Linked DNA regions of Mus musculus: regions 1 and 3 are each linked to region 2. Evidence: chromatin contacts called from public HiChIP or PLAC-seq data. All regions are on one chromosome and are shown on one strand. Each heading gives the region's core, a stretch centred on a gene start, on an enhancer-like site or on the middle of the called end of the contact. The rest is flanking DNA. Distances are from core to core; before and after follow the strand shown. Region 1 overlaps Nmnat2 (nicotinamide nucleotide adenylyltransferase 2). Region 2 overlaps Lamc1 (laminin, gamma 1). Region 3 overlaps Nmnat2 (nicotinamide nucleotide adenylyltransferase 2).

Region 1 (4,796 bases), core at 926-3,425, 220 kb after region 2:
TGCCCATCCAGAGAACACATGGATATTTAATTCAATCCAGTTAAAAGTATTGCATCCAAAACATTCTTAAGATATCACAGTAGCCCAGGAATTGAGCAAACCACTCAGGGGATTCAGGGTTCATCTTCCTAACAGCTACTGAAATGCTTTGCCACCCTAGGGATAGGGTGGGCTTGCTTCCTCTCCTTGGGACGCTTCTGATGTGCATGTAGCAGCGGTAGTGACATCACTGGACTCCCCTCCAACTCCACAGGTTCGGGTTCCCAGGAGCTTTCTTTCCTGGAATCTGGTATTCATTTTGGCAGAGGTCACAGGAGTCATGTGAACGATGAAGAGGGCGTGGGTGGCAAGCCAAGTGTCTGTGTCACTGGGGGGGGGGGGCATTACTGTGGCTGCGACTCCCTACTGAGATCAGTGGTTGCTCTGTGTGTTGTGAGCAAGAGGAGAGGGTTGGCCTCTTCCTCCACTCTAGACCTCTCAGCTTGAAAAGGGAGCAGATTCACCCCACATACCACACATAGGCATGTGTGTCTGCATGCATGCCTGCTCTCCTTCCCCGTCCCCTCACAATCTCTTTCCTGTCTATGGAGATCAGATCATAGGCTGAGCTGAACAACACCCCCAGGTTGCTTCCAAAGGCTGATGCAGCACCAGGCATCCCCCAGGCCTCAGAGCTGGCCAGGCATGGGTGTGTGAAAGACTGTCCAGGGGTGTGGGGTACTGCCAGTTTTCTGAAGGGCAGGAACTGCACCTCCTCCAGTTTATTGCCTTATGCACCCCAAACAAAGCCCACCCCCAAGCCCTTATCAGGACATTTCAGATAGGTTTGACACTAAGCAAACACTGATTAAACCAAGCAATTTCTCACACATCCTTCAAGATCTGCTGGAAATCCAAAGTAGCCAATTCTCTTGGAACTCAGATTTGGCACGTGTGCAGTGCCCGTCTCTGTGCCCCAGCCTTTAATTCCTGCTGAGTAGGAGCCCAACAGTAACCACAAGTAGACTTGTATGCTAAGTCTTCCCTGAAAAACACATACTTTTTTTTTTTTTTTTTTTTTTTTTTTTTGGCCTCAAACTTGCTATGTAGCTTAGCTCCTAATCTTCTTGCTTCCAAGTACTGGGGATTATAGACATAGACCATCATACCCAGCTTTGTGCAAGCCTTGGGAAGTGAAGAAACCGAGGAAAGTTGACTCTGTTTTCCTCTTTCTTTATTAAAAGATAAGAGAAGGCTCAGAGACAAGAGACTGCAGTGGCTAGAGAAAGAACCAGGAGGATACCTGGAGCTCGTTCCAGGTTCAGTGAGAGACCTCATCTTTAAAAAAAAAAAAAAAGAAAAGAAAAAAGAAATATATATCTTTATATATTTACCTATATTTATATAAATATTTATATAAATTTAAACAAACAATTATGTATTTATATAAATTTATGCATTGATATGTTTATATAAATTTATGTATATATTTTATATGTTTAAATTATATATAAATATATATTTATTTACACATACACATATATATTCATACACATACACACATGAAATCCACTGAGAAGACACCAGATCTCAGGCACTTGCATATACACATATCTGTACATACACACACACACACACACACACACACACACACACACACCCCTATACATATACATGTACGGCTCATGCCATCATTCACTGGAACCGGACTAATAACAACAAGAATTTAATGTGCCAGCCATTGTTCCCTGGGCCTTAAGGTAACTAGTGGTTCTGTGGCCTAGCTATCTAGCCCCTCTGGGCGTCCAGCCTGACACTCTCTCTTGTTGGCAGACCTCAGTCATGTCTGAAGGAGAAACACCCAGGTTAGAGGAGAGACTTGGCCTCTGTGGGTGGGAGTGGAGACCAGGGCCGCAGAGGCAAGGCTCACAAGAAAGGACTCCATTTGAGTCGTCTGCCGAGAGTTAGGTCAGCTCTGGGAAACTCGTTCCCAGGCAGTTTTTGAAAAACCAAAAGAGGTCATTTTGTTCTCCCTGAGAAAGGAAATCCCCTAAAGAGAGCAGTGGGCGGAATTTCTGAGGGCACGGAGTCTCTGGAAGCCAAAGGCGGGGTCAGGGAGGCCAAGGCAGTGGGATCATTACACAACCCCCTCTCCTTGGGAAAAGCCCAGCATCCTTCCTGCCTGGAGTGAGCCGGAGGCCACGGGCTCCATCTGCTGTGCCCTGGTGAGACACACACCAAAGAAACCCAGTTACTGGCCTCCATCTATTCTTTCCCTTGATAGACGCCCAGCAGAGGGTGTGGTGTCTCAGACAACAAAAACAAACAGAAGATCGTATCTGTACGTCTGTGTGGGGCCGGGGTGAGTGTTGTGTATGTAAGTGCAGGTACCCATTGTGCTGTGCAGTTTTATGATAGCTTGACACAGCGAGATATCTGAAAGGAGGGAAACCTCAACTGAGAAAATGCCTCTATAGGATCCGGCTGTAGGGCATTCTCTTGATTAGTGATCGATGGAGGCAGACCCAGCCAGTTGGGTGTGGGGCAATCCCTGGGCTGGTGGTCCTGGGTTCGATAAGCCAGCAGGCTGAGCAAGTCATGGGGAGCAAGCCACTAAGCAGCACCCCTCAATGGCCGCTGCATCAGTTCCTGCCTTGATTGAGTTCCTGTCCTGATTTCCTTCAATGACAAACAGTGATATGAAAGTGTAAGCGAAATAAACCCTTTCCTCCTCAACTTGGATTTTGGTCATGGTGTATTCAGCACAGCAATAGAAACCTTAATAAGACACCACAGTGGCCAAATGAGGGCTCAGATCCTCTGGAACTGGAGGTAAAGGCAGTGTGAGCCCTCTGAGGTCAGTACTGGATCCCCCACAAGAACAGTAAGCATTTTTAACCACGGAGCCATCTCTCCAGCCCTTAGGACTTGCATCTAAGGCCATAGAAGGGGTGACACTGAGTCTACACACAGCCTCTGTACTGCCCTTGCTGCCAGGCAATCTCTGTGGAGATATGGGAGTGTGCGCCCCTGCCCTTCCTGGGACTGTCACGGTGGGTATACTGAACTGGAAGTCAAGGTTAGATAGAGTCTGGTCTGTTTCCACGGGAAAATGGCCCTGGCTTTGGACTTCTGGAGGCCTGCCTGTAAAAAATAAATCACCTTGCATCAATTAGATTGCATCAGCATTGAGCACCTACTATGCACCAGTGTGGGAAACCAAGCACAGGGAACACTAGGATTTCTATGAAAGCTCAACCTGGAGGAGTTTACTTTCTAAACTGATCATTCCAACGCAATGCCTCCTGCTCCAGCGGTTGCCGGGCTGAACTGACATGGCGCATACACGCGTGTCTACCAGCTCCAAGGATCACGGTGATTTTCCAGAGGCACAAGGAGAACCAGAAGCAGGGCAGGACACTAAGAGTATCTCAGGCAAGGCCTCCCCTCTCAGCAGGGCCTCCAGCACAGAGGCAGGGGTAGAGGGGGGTGGGGGGAGGGGGGAGGGATTGGGGATGGGCCTGTCTGCCTCCTGCTTCCACCTGCTAAGGTAGCAGTGCTAGCTCTCTTTCTCCCCCTCCTCCCTCCATCTCTTCCCTCCTCCCTCCATCTCTCTTTTCTTTCATTTGTCTTTTTTTCCTTTTGCTCCCACTATTCTACAAGGGAGTCCTCCACATGGGGAATCAACAGAACATTCTTGTCCCATCAGACAAGAGTCGTTGGGGACTCCCATGGGACTGGGAGGGGAGGTAATCCCTGAAGGTCCTATGCGGGAGTTTCCCCATCTTTCTGCCTCCCAGCTGTGTCGCTGGGAAGCTCCTGTGGTCTTCTTCCTCCCGCTGGCTTCCCCCATTTTCTCCCTTTGCCTTCTCTGTCCATCATGGGCGTGCTGGGATAGATTTCTTCTGGCCAAATGAGTGGAAGAAAGGAGAGAAAGAGAGACCACAGAATAGCAGCACTAATGTCCTCGGAGAGCAACTCTCTGAGTTACCAGAGGAGGTGAAGTAATAGACTCCAAGAGTGAAACAGGAGAAGACAGAGACGAACCTTCTGAGATGGGGGAGCATTTAGGAGTTGGAATGAGGCGACAGTATCGGAGAAGGAGAGGGGAGGGGCTGAGCGGTGTCCTGGTTTGAACAGAGCATCCCTTTGGTGTTTTGTCAGTTTGAACAGCAAGGGATGCTGAGGATGATCGGGGAACAGTGGACCCTGCAATGGGAAGAGGTGTTACTTGAGGGCCAGGCAGGGGAAGTGTTCAAAGGGGGAAATGGGGAGGCTTAAGTAGATACTTTGAAACAATACTCCTCCACTACAGGGGTGAATAACAAGGATGTCGTGAGCCTGGGGTTGAAGAGAGGGACCCTAGATGGATGTTCTTGTAAATGTATTCTTTTGGAAGGTTATGGCTTTAGCAATCTGTATTTCTTGTTACCACACATATATTCATGAGAGTTCCTTTGTCATAACCCCTCCCTTCCTTCTCTCTCTCTCTTCCTCTTTCTTTTTTTTTTCTTTCACTCATTATTTTGTTTCTCTATAGCCCTGGCTTACCCCAAATGGAGGCAACCCTGCCTCAGCTATAGACATGAGACACGAGACCTAGCTTCTTTCTCCTCCCTCTTCCTCTTCTCTTCCCTCTCCTCTTCACCCTCTCCTCTCCTTCTTTGCCCTCCTCTTCTTCCTTTATCCGCTCCCCCCCCTCTCTCCCCTCCTTCTTTTCTCCTTCGTTTCCCTCATTCATTTTCGTTAGGACTTGACCAAAGCACTTCCATATCGTTTCTGGTGACTTCCAAGTGTTCTTTCCCGGAGTTCAGCGG
Region 2 (4,359 bases), core at 813-3,312:
AAAAGGGGCAGCCCCGACCAGGGACTCTGGAGCTACCTTGCTTATTACTGCTACCTTGGACCAATCTATTGTCATCTCTTGCCTAGGTTGTTGCAGCCCCTCCTCCAGCAGCTTTTTTTTTTTTTCCAGCCCAGCTAGAGAGTGCTTTGCCAGTTCAGTAGCCCAAGTGAGTCTTATAAAAGTAGCAGTCAAGGGGTGTTGGTGAGGTGGCTCAGTGGCCAGACACATTTGTGCACAAGCCTAGCAACTTAAATGTGGGCCCAGATCTCACAAGGTTGTCTCTGACCTCCACAGGTACATAGTATGCGTAAAGCTGCATGTGCGCATGCACACACACACACACACACACACACACACACACACACACACACACACACACTATAAATATATAGAATTGAACAGTAGCCGAGCATGTACATTTGCTTACAGAGTTCTCCAGTGGATTTTCACCTAGTAAGAACCAGGTCTTCTCAATGACCTACAAAGTCCTGTGTCCTCGGCCCCATCTCCTCGTGCTTTCCACCTTACTCATACTGACCTCCTGACCACTCCCTAACTAAAGCTTGCTGACAGGCTCAGGGTATTTGCATTTTCCCTGAGAAGGCTTCTCACCCACATGTTGCAGTGTTCCACTTACGGTCTGTGCTCAGATATCGCCATAGCCATGTTAGTGCCGTCACCTCTGAGAATGCAATGTTAGATAGCATTTCTCCCTCTCCCGCTCTCTATCATCTAACATAGATAATGTGTGTGCATGTGCGCAAGTGTGTGTGTGCTTATGATGAGTGCTCATGGTTGTGCAAGTGTGTACATGTGGAGGCTGGAATTCACCATCAGATACCATTCCCGAGGAGCCCCAGAGTCTGTTTTTTGAGACAAGGCCCCTCACTGGGATCAGGGACTCACTGATTGTGCTTGGCTGGCTAGCCAACAAGTCCAAGGGATCAGCCTGTCTCTGCCTTGACAGCATTGGGATTTTGTAGGCACATTCCTGTTTGGCCTTTACGTTGGGGCTAGAGATCAAACTCAAGTCCTTGAAGTTTCCCATGGCAAGCAGTGACAGAGCCTTTCCCCCAGTTGACAACATTAGTGCGTATTTATTCCAGCCCTAGCCCCGCTCTGACACCCACTAGACGGTGAACTCCACCTGCTTGGCACCATATGGATCTCCCTTTCTGCTGTGGCCTCATGCTTAGAATATTGACTAGCTGGTACATATTAACATTCAGTAAATATTTGCTGAGTGAATGGAAGAATTTGGATCTATACGACTCTTGGGACCAGTGAGGAGTGTTAACTCTGACCTAGTGGGTAGCTGTGGTAAGAAATGAACGCACAACCATGAAAACTGAGAAAGCCATCTTATACTGAGCCATACGTGGTTTTATAGGAATTTCTCATATAGATGAGAGATGCAAGCGAAGCGGAACATGGTTGTGGGGAGTTGAAAGGGAACGTGTTCATTGGGACCTACAGAAACAACCAGTTAAAGGTATTCTTACAAAATGGAAGGTTAGACTATTCTCAGAAGTTTGTCACCGTGAGCTTTGGGGTCATTCACTGACTAAATAGTTAATGAAGAAACAAAGCTGCACTCTTTAGCCTTCTGCAGCTCCGTGTATTGTGGGGATCAGGTGGGGTTGGTTATCGGAGTTGGTCTTGGTTTGTACTACACTGCTATCCTTAGATGCTGGAAAGGTTTTACCATCAGGCTGTCTGTTCACGAATCCTTTACTGATGCTCATCCTCTGTGCAGACAAGACAGCATAGAGCCATACAGACCTGCAGATTCTGGTGTCTTCTTTCTTTCTCTTTCCCATGTTTCAAGTCCCTCTACTGCAGCCAGCGTATGCATCACTGACATTTTGCTTACTTTATTCGCTCAGTAAATTTAATCATCTGCCTTCTTTGTCTGCCTCCCTCCTGTCAGTCGGTTCCCACAGCTAGAACTTGGCTTAGCAGAGTGAGTAGGTTTTTTTTTTCCCTGAGTGTGCAGATGAGTGGGAGGAAGGACCAGCCTCATTCCTTTAGCTCGGCTAAAGGATTTCAGGCATGTTGTGACCCACTAGCCTGAATCAGGGCTTGTATTAAGTCTTGTAAGCATGAGGCTTGGGTTAATCAGCCATGCTCCCAGCCAGTTCTTGGCTTGGCTTTTCACTTGGTAATCTAATCTCTTTTGCTGAAGCTATAACGTGAAGTGGCAGAGGAGGTACCCAGATTAAGATAAATATATCTGATGTTTAGTAATGGAAAATGGTAGTCTCTAATGGTAATTTGCACCTATTTTAAATGACCTTCCAAGCATGCTTGACATTTTAGTATTAGTTAAGAAGTCTCTCGGTCTGTGCAGTGGCTGTCTGATGAGACAGCCATGTTTAATAACCAGGCTGAGTCACAATAGTGTGGCTTTTCAGTTTACTAAAGAATATGCAGCCTTTGGAGACCTGTTCCTTGGCAGTAGGGACGGATAGTACCAGGTGGTTTTAGGGGGAATAGCAGGGAGAGGGCAGAATTGTGGCCTTCACCAAAACTTCAAGTTTGATACTTTATGGAAAAATCTAATTTTCTTAGAAATTGGGATGTTTTTATCTCCAAAACCATATCATTCACTTCAAAACATGTTCTTCTCCTTAGCTCCATGCTGACATATACCATGGTTCTTATAAGTAGCCTTTGATGTATAGACCAACTCTTACAAAAGAACTCTAAATACTTTGGCCCCCCATGTTCTGCCTTTGCATTTAGCAGGTCTGGGTTATAGCGTAGCACAAATGTGAAGGGATGTGTTCATCACACACACTTGGAACATAAGACTGTTGAAGGCCCGGGCCATGCTTTTGAGAGGAGACTTTCTCAGACTGAAAGCTCCATTGTATTTGTTATAATAAGTTTAGTTGAAAATTACCGTTTGCTAGAAAACTGTCAAGGTTATCCCATTTGTAAAATTGTAGTAATTTAAATGTACTTTCTGTGGGCCTGTGCCCTTTTTCTGATAGTATTTGGCTACTTGACAAAGGGCAAGACTATGAACAGTTGCTGAAATCTAAGGGGAAGAAATTGGTTGCCCCTCTCTTTCCTCTTCCTCTCCTTCCTCTCTTTCAACATTTTATTTGAAAGATGATGCTTACGGCAGTAGGAAGAACCCAGCTCTTCGCCCAGGCCCTCAAGGACGGAGCTTTCAGTCATAGGGATGACTCTTCTGGACTTGCTGGGGTCACCTCAGCACACCCTGGATGTGCTTAACTGTCCCAGTGCTTTCTCATGGGTTGGCCTGAAGATCCCAAACCCGGCCCTGACTTGGCTCTGGACTGTGTGGACTGGTGGCGTTGTATTTGTGTGCAGTCATCTCTGAGGTGCAGCAGTGGCAGCTGGTGCACAGCTGGACATGCTGTCCTGGGAACTCTCTGCTCACAACCCTGAGAACGTTTTCAAACAGTGGCCTTCTGCGTCTACTGTTTGTGTTAACTGTTTGGAGAGGCCTAGTTAGTAGCCTAAACATACACCGTCTCTAATTGACTGTTCTACAGCTTTCTTAGTGTTAACGTTCTTGATCTTGACTTGACAGAGAGAGAGAGAGAGAGTTCAGTTTCTGATTTCTAGAGAGTTAGCCTGTAAGTTCAATAGTGAGCCCCGTGGCACCTAATTTGGTTCTTTAGAAGGAACTTCTTTTGTTCTGATTCAGCCCTTGGAAGGCATTTTGGAATCCTGGAAAGTTCTGTATGGCCATTATCATTCATCAGTAAACTATACAGGCAGTTGTTTCACAAGGTCCTCATGGAATTTCTCTGAACTGCACATAACAGAGAGACGTTTATGTTCCCCGGCAGTCAGTGTTTGCATCCAACTCTGAGACAGGAAGAGCTTCTCCGTACTCGGGGAGATTAGAAATATTTTACCACGTAGGAGGCTGCAGCAGAATTCCTTGGCTTGGCCCTGCTGGGAGCATGGCTGCATCCCCATTGTTCGGGCAGCCCCCTCCCCTTCTCCATCTCTTCAGCCAGCATGGACTGTAGGATTCAGAGCAGAACATAGGAATTAATTTTGAGCGTTCCATTCTAAACATCTGCACTTGAGGGTTTTGTTTTAAGGGGAACATGTGGCAGGGGAGGGAGAAGGGCAGCAGAACTCTCAGATGCTAAGTATTTTCTGAAGGCTGGGTGTACGGATGGCTTGTCTTCTTATGCCTGAACAAGAGGTGATGCATCCAGAATTTAGGATTTCCTCAATCATTTGATCTGGCTCCTGCTCCTCAAAGCCATAGTGTCTTGTTTTGATTGATCGATCCCATGATGAAATGATAGCGTGGCAGACTCACTGGATTGGAAATCAGAACCTGGACTTACTTTCTATCCACCTATT
Region 3 (4,816 bases), core at 2,190-4,689, 180 kb after region 2:
CCACCTTTCCCAAGATCTTGGCTATGGGAGAGAACAAGACAGACAGAGACAGAGGGAAAGAACCACTCACACCTGACGCTCACGTCAGCCCAGCTTTGGGGCCACTGTAAACAGGGGTGTACTGGAGAGGGTGGGGCTGGAAAGTGGAAGGCAAGAGGAAGGAAGGAAAGAAGGAAGGAAGGAAGGAAGGAAGGAAGGAAGGAAGGAAGGAAGGAAGGGAGGAAGGAAGGAAGGAAGGAAGGAAGGAAGGAAGGAAGGAAGGAAGGACAGAACAATGACTGCCAGAAGTTCTTTCTTGAGTCTAAGGTACAAGCACTGTGAGCCATACATGGCAGTCTACTCTCTGATCATATTTACTGCATTGTTGAAAAGTGGAAAATAGAGGAAAGGGGGATATATAAGGAGAAAAGGGAACAGCACCTGCAATCCCACTTCCAGAGAGAACTATTGCTTAGCATGTTGGTGTATTATTTATTTTCTTCCATCCTAATGAGCATAATGTGCATATGTTGGGTTCGATTTAAGGGGCATCCAAGCCGCTCTGCTCTTCCAATTCTTTCCTTTTTTTGTTGTCTTTCTGTATAGCCCTGGCTGTCCTGGAACTCACTCTGTAGACCAGGCTGGCCTCGAACTCAGAAATCCACCTGCCTCTGCCTCCCAAGTGCTGGGATTAAAGGTGTGCGCCACCACTGCCAGGGTTGCTCTTCCAATTCTTAACGTTATGGTTTGAATCTTAAATGTTCCCCAAAGGCCATGTGTTGTGGCCTGATGACACTGTGGGAAGTGGTAGACGCTGTAGGAGGTGAGGTCTGATGGAAAGAAGTTATGTCACTAGGGGTGTGTCCTTCCTCCTCTCTTCCTCTCCTTTGTTTACAGCTATCACAAAGCGAGCTTCCTCCTCTGCCACCCACTCCCATGATGCTGCATGCTTCCAGAGCATCAGAACAACATGGCTGGGTAACCCTGGACTAAAATCTCTGGAACTTGAGCCACGTACATCTTTGTTAATTAAGGTTGATTATTCTCAGGCATGTTGTCACAGCAATGGAGAGCCATTGTGACTAATACATTTCTCAGGAGCTCCTCAATGCATCTGTCCCAAGCCAATCAGTCCCACTGGACAGCAGTACCCAAATTCAAAGAAGCTCAGCCTGTGGCAGACTACACCCTGGAATCATCTCTGCTGGGCGAAGGAGATGGTCTTCACAGTAGTCAGGCATCCTACTTAGCAGAGAAGTTCCCAGACTTTCTTAGTATCCAGTATAACTGCATGCAAACCGAGAGTCCTAGCTCTTCTTTATAAATTACTATGTTTATAAAAGACCAGTCATATATTAGCATGTGGTCTCTGGGTTTGAAAAGTAGTGGACATCTGTCTCTTAGAACTTATATTTGGTTATGTTTTGTTCGAAACAACAATTCATGCAGCCCACGCTGGTCATAAAGTCCTGATCCTTCTGTTTCTACTTCCCAAGTTCTAGGATGTAGGTATCTGTCACTACACCCAGCTTCATGTCTTGGAATTTACTTAGGAGAATCCTTGCAGTGGCTCTCAAATGCCTTCCTAATGCTGACACCCTTTGATACAGTTCTTTATATTGTAGTGACTCCCAATCACTAAATTATGTCATTACTACTTCACAACTGTAATTTTGTTACTATTCTGAATTATAATGTAAATATCTGATATGCAGGATATCTGATATGCAACTCCTATAGGGTTGCCACCCACAGGTCGAGAACCACTGCTTTAGGGCATGTACCTTTTTGTTTATTTGATTGGTTGGCTGGGTTTTTTGTTTGGTTGGGCTTTGTTTGGGTTCTTTTGGTCCAAGGAAAGACAACATATATGTCACAGAATTACTGCATTTAGTGAGAACACAAGAATAGCGCACACAGCACGTAAGGCACACAAAGCTAGTGCAAGAAAGTGTTGGTGGCTTTGTTCTTTGTTGTTGAGGAGGTGGGCCAAGAATGTGGACATTTTGTATGCAATGTGACTCATGGCTCTGCTACTTCCTCACTGTGACCCTGGGTGAGACCCTCGAGCTCCCTAGAAGAGGCAAAGAAAAATGTTCCCTTTCACATACTAAATCCCTACTTAAGGCAATTTGTATTTATATTTAAATCCTTCAGAAGGCACATTCTCTTCTCTCCTCTCTCCTCCCCTTCCTCCCCCTTTTCCCTTCTCTTCTGCCTCCTTCTCTTTCCCTCCCTCCTCCATTCTTCCTTCTCTTTCCTTCCCTTACGCCTCTTCCTCCTTCCAGCCTGACCAATTCAAATCCTGGGCGGGCCCTCTAGGTGATTCTGAAGACTAAAGAGTTTACCCAGCATCCCTTACCTGCAGTGGGCTTGGTGGGCACATTGCTGTTCTGGTAAATGGGCTGGGTGTTCTCATGCTGTGGCTGTCCGATCACAGGTGTCATGGAAGGTGTGTTGACGTTGGAGAGGATGCAGCCGGTCACCCTCTGGGGAGAGGAGAAGCATTTAGTCAGTGTCCTTAGCCCAGGGGCACTGAGACTCATGGCCCAATTGCCCGGTGGATAACCATCTCAGGCAGAGGGAGTCAGCTTCAAGCTCAGGGAGGGTCCTGGGGTTGGCTCTAGATGCAGCTGCACCACATGGTCGACACTGGCAGGAAACAGGGTAGCTCAGCAAGATAAGCTTGGGAGGGTATCACATACCCCTGCTCCCCAGTCCAGGGTTCCCTCCTAGCTATGTGACCTTAGACAGTTAATTGTTCCTGAACCTTAATTTTAATTCAAGTATGACATTATAGTTACCTTTTTTCTTTTAAAAGAAACAGCATCTGATGCATCTCAGGCTAACTTCCAACTGTGTAGTTGAAGATGACATTTCACTTTCCTTTTTTTATTTTTTATTTTTTGAGATGGTTTTTTTTTTTTTTTTTTCTTTTTTTTGGTGTAGCCCTGGCTATTCTGGAACTCACTCTATAGACTAAGCTGGCCTCAAACTCAGAGATCCACCTATCTCTGCCTCCTGAGTGCTGGGGTTACAATCTTCAGCCATCCCTTGCAGTTAAAACAAAACAAACAAACAAACAAAAAAACCAAAACAAACAAAACAAACAAAGGAATCTACATGTAGGTGGAATTCAGCCATAGTCTCCTGCCTTAGGAGTTAGCCCAGTTAGGCAGGCCAATCTCATGGCCAGAGGACTGCCACTCACCTCAGGAAGGCAGGCCTACCTTAATCCATTTCATCTGTGGCAGAATTACCTGAGCACGTACGTGTAAAGTCCGTGACACCTGGTAGGACTTGATGTAATCTCTGTGTGTCATGACTCACATGAGATCATATCTGTGAGGGTGCTCTGCAGGCCTGGGAAAGGTCAGGCTGACCACAGACCTCATCACTCCCTCAGCCTCTGCCAGCTAGACATGTCAGTAACCAGCTAGACACCAGTGCCATAGACAGCAGGATGTATTGTGTCACAGGAAGTGTGGGGTGTGTTTCAAGGCCCCTCAGGCCTGCCCATCACACCTCAGAACCACATGGTGACTTGAGATACATTATCCCACATCCTGTGTTATCACGCCCATTGCTCCCTCAGTGATGGAGAACGTACAGGGCTGAGAAAGTAGCTTTCTCCACAGTGGAGACAGAAGCAACCCACCTTTACCCAGGGTCAGAGGGCGACAGAGAATCATGAGATTAAGTGCATAATTAAGGTCCCTTCCCCAAAAGCCATTATCTCCCAGGTGAGGGTACCCACTGCATTTTCAGGATTGGAGTCCTGCTGTGAAAGAACCCTCAAGCCCCAGGGATGAGCAGGAAGACTCTCTGGGCACAGCTTCTAAAGGGGATCCTGCAGGCGGAATGCCTGGAGTCCTGAGCCCTAGAAGAGCGGGCATTTGTTTGGTGGGCTAACCCATCACTTCTGACTGCTCCTAACATGAGGAGGTCACAGGGACATCCAACTGCATCTGTAAGACAGCTTCCCAGCCTGCTTTGTGGGATCCTCTGCCCAGCTGCAGCTGATGGAATGAAGAGGTAATCTACAGTCTTTAATTATTATTTTACCACCAGAAAAGACAGTGCCACACTGGCACTTAGCAGCTATTCTGTGGCCAAGGACATTTCTTCTCTTTCTGCATCCTTGGTCCCATTTACCTTGCTCTGCCAGGAAGGAAATGATTGGCCATGCACACCCCACCCCCACCATTGCCTGTCCCTTGCTCGGTGCTCCATGGCTCTCCTGTCCGCAGCAGTTTTTACATACCCAGCCTCGAGTGGCCACCTCCCTGGCAAGTTCACCAGGACCACCAGCCTTATCCCAGGACTGGGAAACATGGAGTTATCAGGAAGCAGCACTGAGCTCTGGCTGCAAGGCTGTGGGCCATCTGGAAGCTACACTATCAGCCAGCCTCCGAGGGCTGCCTCCGCGGGCTGCCTCAGCTGGAGCTTGGGAATGTGTTTCTCTGGCTCAGGTTCAAGCTCTGGGCATGAGTAACAGAGGAAGTGCCCAGAAAGCCCGGGCATTTGGACAACCCAACAATGGCCAGGCCCTTATGGCCATTATGCCCAGGTCAGAGCTCAAGAATACCAGAAGGGTTTTTGGCTCTCCATTTCTGAAGCTTCCTTAGGGTCTCTGTGTGACTAAAAAAAAAAAAAAAAAAAAAAAAACATGGATTCCCAGATGACACTCCTCTCCCCAACTCAAGTGGCAAGTGTGAGAAATAAACTGATGTAAGCCACTGATAATTGTGTTTGTTACCACAGCACATTTTCACCTATCCTGACTGACACACCTTTATACAGGAAATTAGGTATCTTAAAAAAAAAGTTGTATCGT

The links. HiChIP or PLAC-seq counts read pairs in DNA pulled down with a chosen protein or histone mark.
Region 1: an HNF4G HiChIP or PLAC-seq map of pancreatic cancer cells shows a contact between it and region 2. The contact joins two enhancer-like sites. A contact is called at or near these places in 2 of 15 datasets of contacts at CTCF or cohesin (the NIH/3T3 cell line and large pre-B cells), 1 of 484 Hi-C or Micro-C datasets (muscle stem cells) and 3 of 115 datasets of contacts at active chromatin or transcription factors (embryonic stem cells, fibro-adipogenic progenitors and pancreatic cancer cells).
Region 3: a contact with region 2 is called in an HNF4G HiChIP or PLAC-seq map of pancreatic cancer cells. The contact joins two enhancer-like sites. A contact is called at or near these places in 1 of 484 Hi-C or Micro-C datasets (muscle stem cells), 7 of 115 datasets of contacts at active chromatin or transcription factors (astrocytes, embryonic stem cells, extraembryonic endoderm stem cells and 2 more) and 1 of 9 other capture datasets (adipose tissue).

What each region holds. Positions count from the first base shown.
Region 1 is chr1:153,045,675-153,050,470 of GRCm38.p6, reverse strand. All of the region lies in intron 1 of Nmnat2 (nicotinamide nucleotide adenylyltransferase 2), which reads right to left. Among named protein-coding and RNA genes, the nearest start is that of Nmnat2, 93 kb to the right of the region's middle. Within about 2 kb of position 2,175, at least 83 of the 459 cell types and tissues checked have an H3K27ac peak or open chromatin away from gene starts, as enhancers often do. A contact at or near this core is called in muscle stem cells and pancreatic cancer cells, where this site is marked.
Region 2 is chr1:153,264,759-153,269,117 of GRCm38.p6, reverse strand. The region is part of intron 1 of Lamc1 (laminin, gamma 1); the gene reads left to right. Among named protein-coding and RNA genes, the nearest start is that of Lamc1, 66 kb to the left of the region's middle. Within about 2 kb of position 2,062, at least 62 of the 459 cell types and tissues checked have an H3K27ac peak or open chromatin away from gene starts, as enhancers often do. A contact at or near this core is called in muscle stem cells and pancreatic cancer cells, where this site is marked.
Region 3 is chr1:153,083,989-153,088,804 of GRCm38.p6, reverse strand. It overlaps Nmnat2 (nicotinamide nucleotide adenylyltransferase 2), which reads right to left. Exons shown (of 11, transcript NM_175460.3): 5 at 2,342-2,468; 6 at 1-21. Among named protein-coding and RNA genes, the nearest start is that of Lamc2, 100 kb to the left of the region's middle. Within about 2 kb of position 3,439, at least 89 of the 459 cell types and tissues checked have an H3K27ac peak or open chromatin away from gene starts, as enhancers often do. A contact at or near this core is called in muscle stem cells and pancreatic cancer cells, where this site is marked.